Regions from separate parts of the Mus musculus genome. Here region 2 is linked to region 1. A link is a contact called in public HiChIP or PLAC-seq data. All regions are on one chromosome and are shown on one strand. The core of a region is the stretch at or near the end of the contact, and the rest is flanking DNA. Distances in the headings are between cores, read along the strand shown. Region 1 has its middle 27 kb from the start of Gm30290. Region 2 overlaps Gm30515 (a long non-coding RNA gene).

Region 1 (4,780 bases), core at 354-2,853:
ATGATGGTTATTCATTTTTATTCTGACCCTTCCCTGCAAAAGCTATTTTTACTTTATTAAAAAATTAAACAGAAAAAACAGAACTCCTGTATCCTAGTCCACACATAGCAACCCCATTGGAACCCTAAAATAAATTTCTAGCTTTCTTCTTTTAACTGCTTACCACACTGATATATTATTATTAAAGGTGCATAGCTTCCATTCTCGAGCCCATGTGTGATACTTTGTGTTGTATGTATTCTTCCAAGTGTACTCACATGTATCCATCATGATAGCAACCCACAGAATAGTTACTCTTCCCCAACACACTATGCAGATTCCATCTTTGTCCATTCTTTGCCCACATCCCCATGGTAACCACTGGCATTTTTACTTTCTCAACACTTTTGCACATCTAGACTATCTCATAATTTGGAATCATGCCACATAAATGGCTTTCTTCAATTTGTCTTATTTCACTTGGAAAAATGTGTTCGGAGTTTTTCCATGTCTTTTTATAGCTTGATAGACTTCTTTTTAGGTCTTAATAATATTCTGCCTGTTGGAATACATCATAGTTTATCCATTCACCTCCAGAAGTATATCTTGGTTGCTTTCAATTTTTAACAATGATGAATAAAGCTACAATAAACTTGGCATAAAAGTTTTTTGTTCTTTTGTTGTTGTTATTTTCATTGGGGGGGGCTCTTCATTTGTTTGTTTGGTGTGGATTCATGCTTTCAACTTATTTGGGTATGAAACATGTTTTCAAGAACTTCTCAAAAATGTATTGTGTGCTTTCTAGAAAGGTATGTATGATACCTGACCATCTGAGAAGAGTAAATGAGAGGACTGAGGGGTCATTCCCTGGGGTTCTCTGGATGCTCAGTTTTGCCACAGGCCTGAGAGAAGAGTCCAGCAGGTGTGATACATGGCTCATCTCAGTTCTGGGCGTGCAGGGTGGGATGAGAGTCTGAAAGTTCTCAAAACACCCGTGTCTTCCTAAACCTGGCAAGGACTCACCTGAGCATAGGAGACAACTGATCCAGCACAGAGGGTAGAACCCAAAGTCAGAGCTAAGAAGCCCTGCCCACAGCCTCAGGGTGCCTCTGCTCTCTTTCCTCACGAAGTCGTTTACTTTAGCTGGTCACATTTAGCATTCATACAGACTATATTTCATCAGACTATCACCCTGAAAGTAATTTTCCCTCAGTTGAATACCTCTGAATAAAATATTTCTATTTTATTCACCATGGGTGGTGGGGCAGGATTCTGGGTTTATAACAACCATCCATTCAGAAACACAAATTTTCTTCTCTTTTGTCCTGTGATTTGTGTCTATAAAACTTAAAATAGGGAAACTAAGAATGAGAGTCAACATCCCCATCAGGAATAAAGAGGAAAATGAAGGACTCCTGAACCCATGGAGGCTTTTGGGCACAATGGTGTAAATTAGAGAGAGACCACTGCCATTTAAATTACACGTGAAGATACCAGCACAGAGACCCAGTGCTCATCAGAGTGATGAATGCATCCCAACTTAGAAGCAGTCAGAGCCACTTTGAAAGATGAAGGCTGAGGCTGGAAATCGATTCTGTTGAGAAGACACACCTCTCAGTGGAGAGGGAATAAGCTGATATGGAGAATTCCTGTCTAAGCTCCAGCCTCGTAGTGTAAAGTGCACATTCGCACAGTGCTGATGCTGGCGTGAATACACAACTTCTGTCCCAGGGAAAAAGCAGACCTGCAGAGCAAGAACAGGGAGGAGAGACTGACAGACAGAAAACGTACATGCGCAGGTCATGGGTAAGGGGGATGTACGTAAGTTGCAGGTTTCCAACACAACTCAGGCCATCCAAAGCTCTGTACCACCCTTGTCTGTAGGATAATGGCAACATTGACAAACAGCACCCGTGAAGAGAACACGGGGCACAAACTCCGCGGTTTGCTTTTGTCTTCAACGGGGAACTGGACCCTGTGTCTTTATTTCTCCTGGCACGTGGCCCAGGCGGGCACCCTCCTGAGACCTTGGGGCTACTCACAAGACAGTGCACACCAGGAGCCACGCCCTTGCTCGCCTTTGCTACCGCAGCTGCTGCAGCAGCCGGGTCCAGCAAGGCTGCCTGCACTGTGGTTGCTTAAGATTTCATGCCTCCAGGTGCTGCATGGGTTATTCATGAAGGCTGCAGAGCTGTCGCCATGGGAGCCAATTGGCTGCGGTGCTTTTAGCATATTAATAACCTCCCCTGATTTAGTGCTGGGCGGGGCAGCCACCTGCACCTATAGTAGACAGCGAGTGATTGGCTTTTCGGTTTGCAGAACCCTACTTGTTATTTCTTTCCTGAGGGGCCAGAAAGAATATTTACAAATGAATCCAGGAAAGCTGGAAGCCAGGGAGCCTCAAAGAACTCAGACTCTATGGATTCTCTCTTAGGGTTGGGGTCCTTCTTCCGTTCAGGCTTCTCCCTCTCTTCACCAACAATGGGGGCCAGGAAAAAAGCTATGAGACTACAGATACTACATCAGAGGACCAGGTGATGGAAAGCTTCCTCACCAAGAGAGATAGAGGCTGGTGAATCCTGCTTAGTGGCAAGGCATTCTATACATGTTCATTCTAACCATTGTCCATGTGGGCCAGGGAAACAGGATGCTGCTTTAAGGTCATGACCTTGGAACAAAAAGGGTCAAGTTGCAGGACCTGTACAAACAAGTTGTCAGTCTGATGGGGAATTAAGTGCTCCCCAAAAGGAGGAAATTTGTATGCATAGGCCAGGAAAAGGGCTAGGACCCCAAAGGTGAAGCACATCCAGGATGGCAAGACAGGGTGGAGGTGTCGTGTTCAGTCAAACACATGTGTGTGGAGTGCAGGATAATGTGTGGTATCATCACCATCATCGCCACCACCATCATCATCTGTACAGCGTAACCTTGTCAGACTCTTTGTGGCCTAAAGATGTCATAGTGAATGATTGATCTTTCAAACGTCATTACCCACAGTGTAGGGAGCCTGCTCTAGAGCAATGTAAGGAAATAGTTGCCTTTCCCTTTAGCAAAGGAAGTTGAAGTCCTCAGAGTCTACATATGAGGCTTCCAGAGAGAAAGGGGTACACAAAGCAATCGCTGGTCTCTTCCAAGCCAGTCTGTGGCACACACAGGGCCCCAGAGTGCTGGGTGAAAATTAGACAGGACATCACACTTCCAGGAAATAAGAGAAGACTTCTAGGCAGTATAAAATGACAAAGCACCTCCACTTGCCGGAGACATCTGAACAAGCCAGTGTCATAGTTCATGTTCTGGCTTAGTGATGTCCTTTGAGGAGGGATAGCAGCTGGTGATAGTGGTCAGAGGAGCACTTCTCAAAACACTTTTGAAATTACTGGCAACTCCGAGGGAGCATTTTGTAGAAAGGAGGCTGGAGCAGCATTAGAAATGGCTAAGTCACTGTGTCGATTTTCTGCAAAGGTTTAGTGATGTTAAGTTGCTGCCGTGGTTTGGGTCTTGTTGAGAATTGAAGTCTTTTGGGTACTAGGTTGTGTCACAACAGGAAACTAAGTAGCCAAAAGAGTCAGAGTTTGCCTAGCAGGTGATCATTGCATGTGAGGATGCCAGGTTATGTTCTTGGTTCTGCCTTTTGGCATGCATTGTCTGTCCTTTGGCCTTGTGAACTTTTCAAGAGAGACCTTGACACTTTGAAGGACCAGACACTGGCTCTGTACTGTTACAGATGGGTTCTGGCTCTTTCTGCACAGGCAGAAGTGTGGGTTTTAATAATGGTGAGAGTTTCCAGGTCTGAGTACCAGTCCACTGATATCATGTGTGACCACATGGAAATGTACATGTAGGAGAGAATATGTTCATGAATAGAGATGGCTTTGACTTAGCACTTAGACTCCACAGACCACTGCATGTTCATACCTTAGTGCCCCCAACAAATAAAAAAATAAACTTTTCCTAAATCTTCATTTATCTTCATGAATCTTGATGAGCCTGCCCCAGATCTACAGAGAAATGACCCGGTGGAAGCCCAGGAAGAGACAGTAGAAAGATGGATGGGGCTGGAAGGAGGACAGTGACTTGATGATGTCATCATTGTGGTGGTCCAGATCTCATGGAAATCACCTGAACAGCTTGGCAGCTGGCTGCTTTTTGACAGGAATCAGTCAAATGGAATGAGGTGGCTTCTGTTTTGTAGTTTCAACTCAGGCCAGTGGCTGTGGGTGTACATTTTCTCATAAACTGGGCAACCCACAAGTGGACAATTGTTCTTGAATTAAAACTTTAAAGCAGGAGTGGAAGGAAAAATTAAATGTCCAGAGTTGTGAATGGTAAGACCTACCATAGCCCTGAAGCAGGGCACCAGGCTTCTACCAGAGCCCATTGCAGGGCTGCTCACAAACTTCCAGCCATGCTCTGAAACTGCACTGAGCATGGAAGAGCTCCACTTCAGGTAGAGGAAGCCCTTTGCCATTATTTTAATAAAGCAATTTGGAGTGGCTACCAGCACAAAGGCAATATCTATATGGTAAATATATACATACGTAATTAGATGGCCATGAAATTATATAGGATGGTGTTTAAAGACTCAGAGGGTTCAAAATTGAAATGGAAGCCTGGTAAATAACCCATTATGCCCAAAGAAGTCCTGATTGCCTATTCATAGCTGAAATTTACATGAACCCATGTTCATTAAAGAATGAATAGCTGCTAATTTGCAGCATAACCAAGCAAAGTTCAGATGACAGAATTAAAGGAAAAAAAAAAAACCCTTCTCAAATCAGAAACCTACCAGCTGTCCCCTATA
Region 2 (4,740 bases), core at 1,339-3,838, 160 kb after region 1:
GTGTTTAAGGCGACAGGGAGGACCACAAACACTCAAAGAGACTGGTGGAAAATGCCCCTGGATCTGAGGGTACTCTGGTGAGGTTTGTATTTTTCTAGAACTCTTCAGCAAGTTTAAAATTATATTTAAAAAAAATTAACTAAAAGGATACTAAAAAGAAAGTCTATTTGACTATTGATATTTAATTTTGATGGAGGACAGGCTACATCCTTCCATTTCCAAATCATGTTTAAAACTTAAATGAAATGGAGGGCCCTGGCCTTTGTGCCCTGGAACGGGGCTCAGGGTGAGCAGCGCCTCTAGAGGGAGAGCTGGTACTGCAGGTGTTTCTCAGTTAAGTTCCAGACGTGACCTTCAAACACCCCCTCAATGAAACATCTCTTCTTCCTTTATTAAATGCACTAATTAAATTATATACTCCTCATTTAAAATGTGCTTTCTTTAGTACTCAAAATCTCCACATGTCACGTTTCTCAGGGGAGGAAATGCTAGGTGGCATTTGCTACAATGAGCCCTTATGAGGAATACACGTCCCCAGCCTCTGCATTGGAAGGGAATGCTGGAGCAAGCTCGTCTGGCAGACCCCATACCCCAGCACACCAGGAAAATGCTTTCTCTTTTTTGACAGTTTCACAGGCGCAAGGAAACCTTGGTCTCTTAGGCCTACTGGATTCAGGCTGTGCGTAAATTGGATTTTCTGTGTGGTATTATTCAGAAAAAAAAAAAACAAACAAAAAACTAAAACACAAAAGCTAGTCAACCTACTTGCAGAAAAAAATTCAGAACACCCGGGCTCTTCCCAACCTGCAGATCCTTTCCCTGTCTGTGTGTGTAGTTTTACTGTCCGGCATGACATCTAAACAGAATCTCTCTCAGAAATCACAGAGCAGACTTCTCTGGAAGCCAAGAGGGGCCCGGAGGGAGGGGCAATATGGAAAATAGAGTCCCGTGTTTGCTTTCTTTTCTTTGCCTTCCCCGGACCCGATCCCCACTTTTTTAAAGAAATCCACCTGTTCTGCTTCAGTTTCAAATCATTTTAAGTCCAAGAGGGCTTCTCTTCCTTGCACACCCTGGATATTTCAAAGCGAGCCCATCTTCACTGCAGGAGAGAGTTTATTCAGGTGTTATGAATCAGACAAGGGCTCAGGGATGCAAACTGGGGCTGAGACAGGGCCCCCGCGAGTCTGGTCCCCTCCCCGATAAAAGAAACATAACAAACCCCTAGAAAACAGTCCTCCAGTAATCTCCCTGCCTGCGCCAGGAATAGGGGTGACGGAAAACTGCCCTCTCATTATAGTCCTGGTCTCAAGGTTAGAATTAGACCCTTAGGGTAAGGAGCTGTCAATTAGAGATAACTCCAGCCTGCTGTCTGCAGCCGGGCTTATCTCCTAGCAACTCTCCTCATTCAGGCCACAGCCCTTGGCTCTGCCTGCAGCTCAAGAGCCATCTTGAAGACAACAAAATAACCTCCTCATTTTGAGCAGATGCATAAAGAATTCTTCTCTGGGTCCTTGATGGAGTCTCGTCCTTGATGAAGCCCGGGTGACATTCGACTAGCAACGGGGCTGGGGAGATCTGCAAAGAATTATGATTGGGCTCCCGTCCAGCTGCAGATGTTTCCATGGGAAGAGCACATGGAAGGGTCTGGCCAAGCAATCAGAGCATCTAAATTCAATCTGAGACTGGGTGCCTCCTTCTTCCAGATCAGAGCCTGGCATGTTTATGCAGGAGCCAGCATAGTCTTTCTCCTGCCTACTTTCTGCTTAGGAAGAATTTGCCCGCAGTTGGGAGTGCAGTGGCTCTGGTTGCCACGGGAACTCGGCCTCTCCTTTATTCACCATGGCAGGGCATATAGAGAGAGCCAACAAGCATAAATCGTATTAAGCGATGCACGGGGTTATCCACCATGGATGTAGGCAACATCACAGAATTTACTACTGGACCCTATACTTGGTGTGCAGAGAAAATGCAGGCTACAAATTCCTTGGAGCTGTCTACTCATTAGAGCTAGGAATCGTGCTGTTGACTTTTCTAATCGCAAGCAGAGTTAAGGGTGGCAAAATGCTGGAAGACTCTTAGGGGCTGGGGGAGAGGCAAGCCTTTGATTTTTTCACTGGAGTGGAAAATGATAACAAAGGGATATCTAAGAAATGTTGTAAAAAAAAAAAAAAAGATGAGAAATACCCAGTGTGCTGTGGGTGTAAATTAGATAGATGGTGTTCTTAGAATTGAAGATTTGACTTAACAAAACTCTCCTGGAGGACAACATCAAGGAGGTACACAGACAAGGAGCAGGGGCCATTTTTTTACCGAAGCGGTTCTCCTTTTGCCCCTCCCCCACTGCTCCCCACTCGGTGTTACGCGCGGCTCTGCAGCACTGGCTCTCCTATCCAGCCTTCCAATCTCCCCTCCTCTTCATCAATGGAGAGACTATCTGTTTTGTTCGGCTGCTTTTATGTTTGTGAAGAACCCAGCACAATTTTTTATCAAGCTAGTTGGGTCAGAGGAAAGAGCTGTGTACAGGGGCAGAGGAGACAGAAGGAGAACGCCAGGCAGCTGCCATGCCGGCTGCTAGGCACTGTGGACACAGAGCTTGGTTTAGCTTTGCCGTGGCTTTCCTCCTGCCCTCCCTCACACTCAGTGCAGGGCTCATTAAGCTCCCCTGCTAGGTTTCCTATTAGGGCTTGTCAATATCCCAAGCTGCAGCATAGCTTCTGAAACAGGGGAGAGAAGGCTTGGGCAACTTTGAATAAATCTTTTCTGTGCTTGTCTGAGTGGGACATACACACAATTTTGTTTCAAAATGGAGACTCTAGATTTTAATTTTAAAAAGCAGACGGATACATCACAGGATATTCAGCATCTTAAAATTAAACGACATGCAGCTTGCAGAAATTAATATTTTCAGGTTGCTGAAGAAGAAACTGGGAAACTGAGCTCTGTTATGTTCTGAATTGTTCTCACTAAGCAAATACACCTTAGGAGCTTTCTTTGATGTTATTTTCTTATGCAATCCAATCAGTTGTGAATATGCACAGTGCCCTGCATCTTTTAAAATAACATTTCTAATGGGCCATTCTTTACAGGGTAGAGGCTACCCCTGCACATAGAGCATGCTGGTTGGCATTACATTTGAATATAGTAACGAAAAAATGACTTATAAAAAGAAGAAATATCTCTAGCAATCAAAGTTTACTTTATTAAACAGCAGATTGGCAATGTCTCCAGGATTCTTATGTGGACTGCCATTGCTGGTTGCCTAGGAGATGAGGGAACTTAACTGCTTCACTGCCACTGGACTGCATGGATTCTTGCAGCGTGGTCTAGAAGCTCACAGAACAGTCCCCGGCTCGGGAACATGCACCCACAGGCAGCACTTGCAAAGGCTTTTGGCCAATAAAAAGATTCCAAGATAGGGTTGCATCTTAAAAAAATTGACTTTTTCTTCTGTTTCTGAATATTTTCATTGCTGAGTTTTATTTGATTTTTGTATATATGAAATGGAGCTATGCTAATTACCTTCAGTGTTTGGTTATTCTTCCCTATGGAGTGATTTTTGAAGAACTATGGGTGTCCTTATTTACTCCAAATCTGGGTTTAAGAAAAGCAGGGATTGATTTTGTGTGTGTGTCATATTTCTGGGTTTTTTTTTTAAATGATGCTTTGAAATAATGTGAATTATTATCATATGTGCCATAGGATTGTCCTCCAGCACCATCCTATCTGGCGTAGGGAAAACTGCATTTCAGCCAAGCATGGATCTTGGGGGAGAGGAGGCCAGCCCTGGTCCTGTGGGCTGAGTGACCTTGGTAAATCACACATTCCTGGGCCTAGGTTTCTGCCTGTGGGGGAAGAAAGGAAGCACAATCAAATATTCAAATACAAATCCTGACATGCAAATATGGCTCTTTCTTGCTATACGTCCATGTGCATTTGGTGAGGCATTAGGAACTGTGCAACTGATCTCATTCAATAGAACTGCCAGTCTTCCGAAAGCACCAAATACAGTACGTAGTTGGCTTTACCGCTTGAAGGTTTATATCTGACTGTTCTTGTGTTTCCATCCAGCAAATCTAAAAGCAGCCATTATTGAAATAATTCTCTAATTTTGCAGGCTGACTTTTTTTTATGCCCTGTAGATGATTCTAACTACAGGAAAGTGCCTGAGATTAAGAACATTATCTCATAGGGAAAAAGAATCCTTCCTTTAAAAATATTTTGTTTACTTAAAACCACAGATCTCAGGCCTTTTTCTCATCATCTTTGATAACACTTTTTTCTCAACCATGTTAGTAACATTCTCTTAACCTTGAAAAAGAGGTCCCAAGCCTGAGAAACTATAGTCACAGCCAGAAAGGGGATCTGGGGTGTGACAAGATTCAATGAGCCAGGAAAACACAGCAAAGGAGGACACTTGACCTCAAAGTATGGCTTAGACTTTGTTCCCCTTTCTAATTTCTCATTTAGAGAGAATTCTGTTCAGAAGATGTTTCCTCTATTCAAGACATGGAAGGAATAGAAAATACAGTTTAAGGAATTGCACTGAGTAGATGGCTATTCTCTTGGGAGGCGTACAAAAGCTATATAATCAAAACAGCAGCAACTTCAACTTATTCTTTATTTCTAGGAAAGGACTTGTGTTGAAGTCTTGCATACATACATAAGTGCATACATACATATACATGCATACATCTATACATATACACATATACATATACAGACATATACAAACACATATAC

What was found. HiChIP or PLAC-seq counts read pairs in DNA pulled down with a chosen protein or histone mark.
Region 2: an H3K4me3 HiChIP or PLAC-seq map of embryonic basal ganglia shows a contact between it and region 1, with 2.2 times the contacts expected there. The contact joins two enhancer-like sites. A contact is called at or near these places in 1 of 484 Hi-C or Micro-C datasets (cerebral cortex) and 4 of 115 datasets of contacts at active chromatin or transcription factors (differentiating embryonic stem cells, embryonic basal ganglia, embryonic forebrain and 1 more).

Annotation. Positions count from the first base shown.
Region 1 is chr12:26,901,613-26,906,392 of GRCm38.p6, forward strand. No RefSeq gene overlaps it. Among named protein-coding and RNA genes, the nearest start is that of Gm30290, 27 kb to the left of the region's middle. Within about 2 kb of position 1,604, at least 48 of the 459 cell types and tissues checked have an H3K27ac peak or open chromatin away from gene starts, as enhancers often do. A contact at or near this core is called in cerebral cortex, embryonic basal ganglia and embryonic forebrain, where this site is marked.
Region 2 is chr12:27,059,778-27,064,517 of GRCm38.p6, forward strand. Gm30515 (a long non-coding RNA gene) reads right to left here. Exons shown (of 7, transcript XR_001780580.2): 3 at 1-3,842. Among named protein-coding and RNA genes, the nearest start is that of Gm30515, 21 kb to the right of the region's middle. RefSeq lists an enhancer at 297-3,322. Within about 2 kb of position 2,589, at least 109 of the 459 cell types and tissues checked have an H3K27ac peak or open chromatin away from gene starts, as enhancers often do. A contact at or near this core is called in cerebral cortex, embryonic basal ganglia and embryonic forebrain, where this site is marked.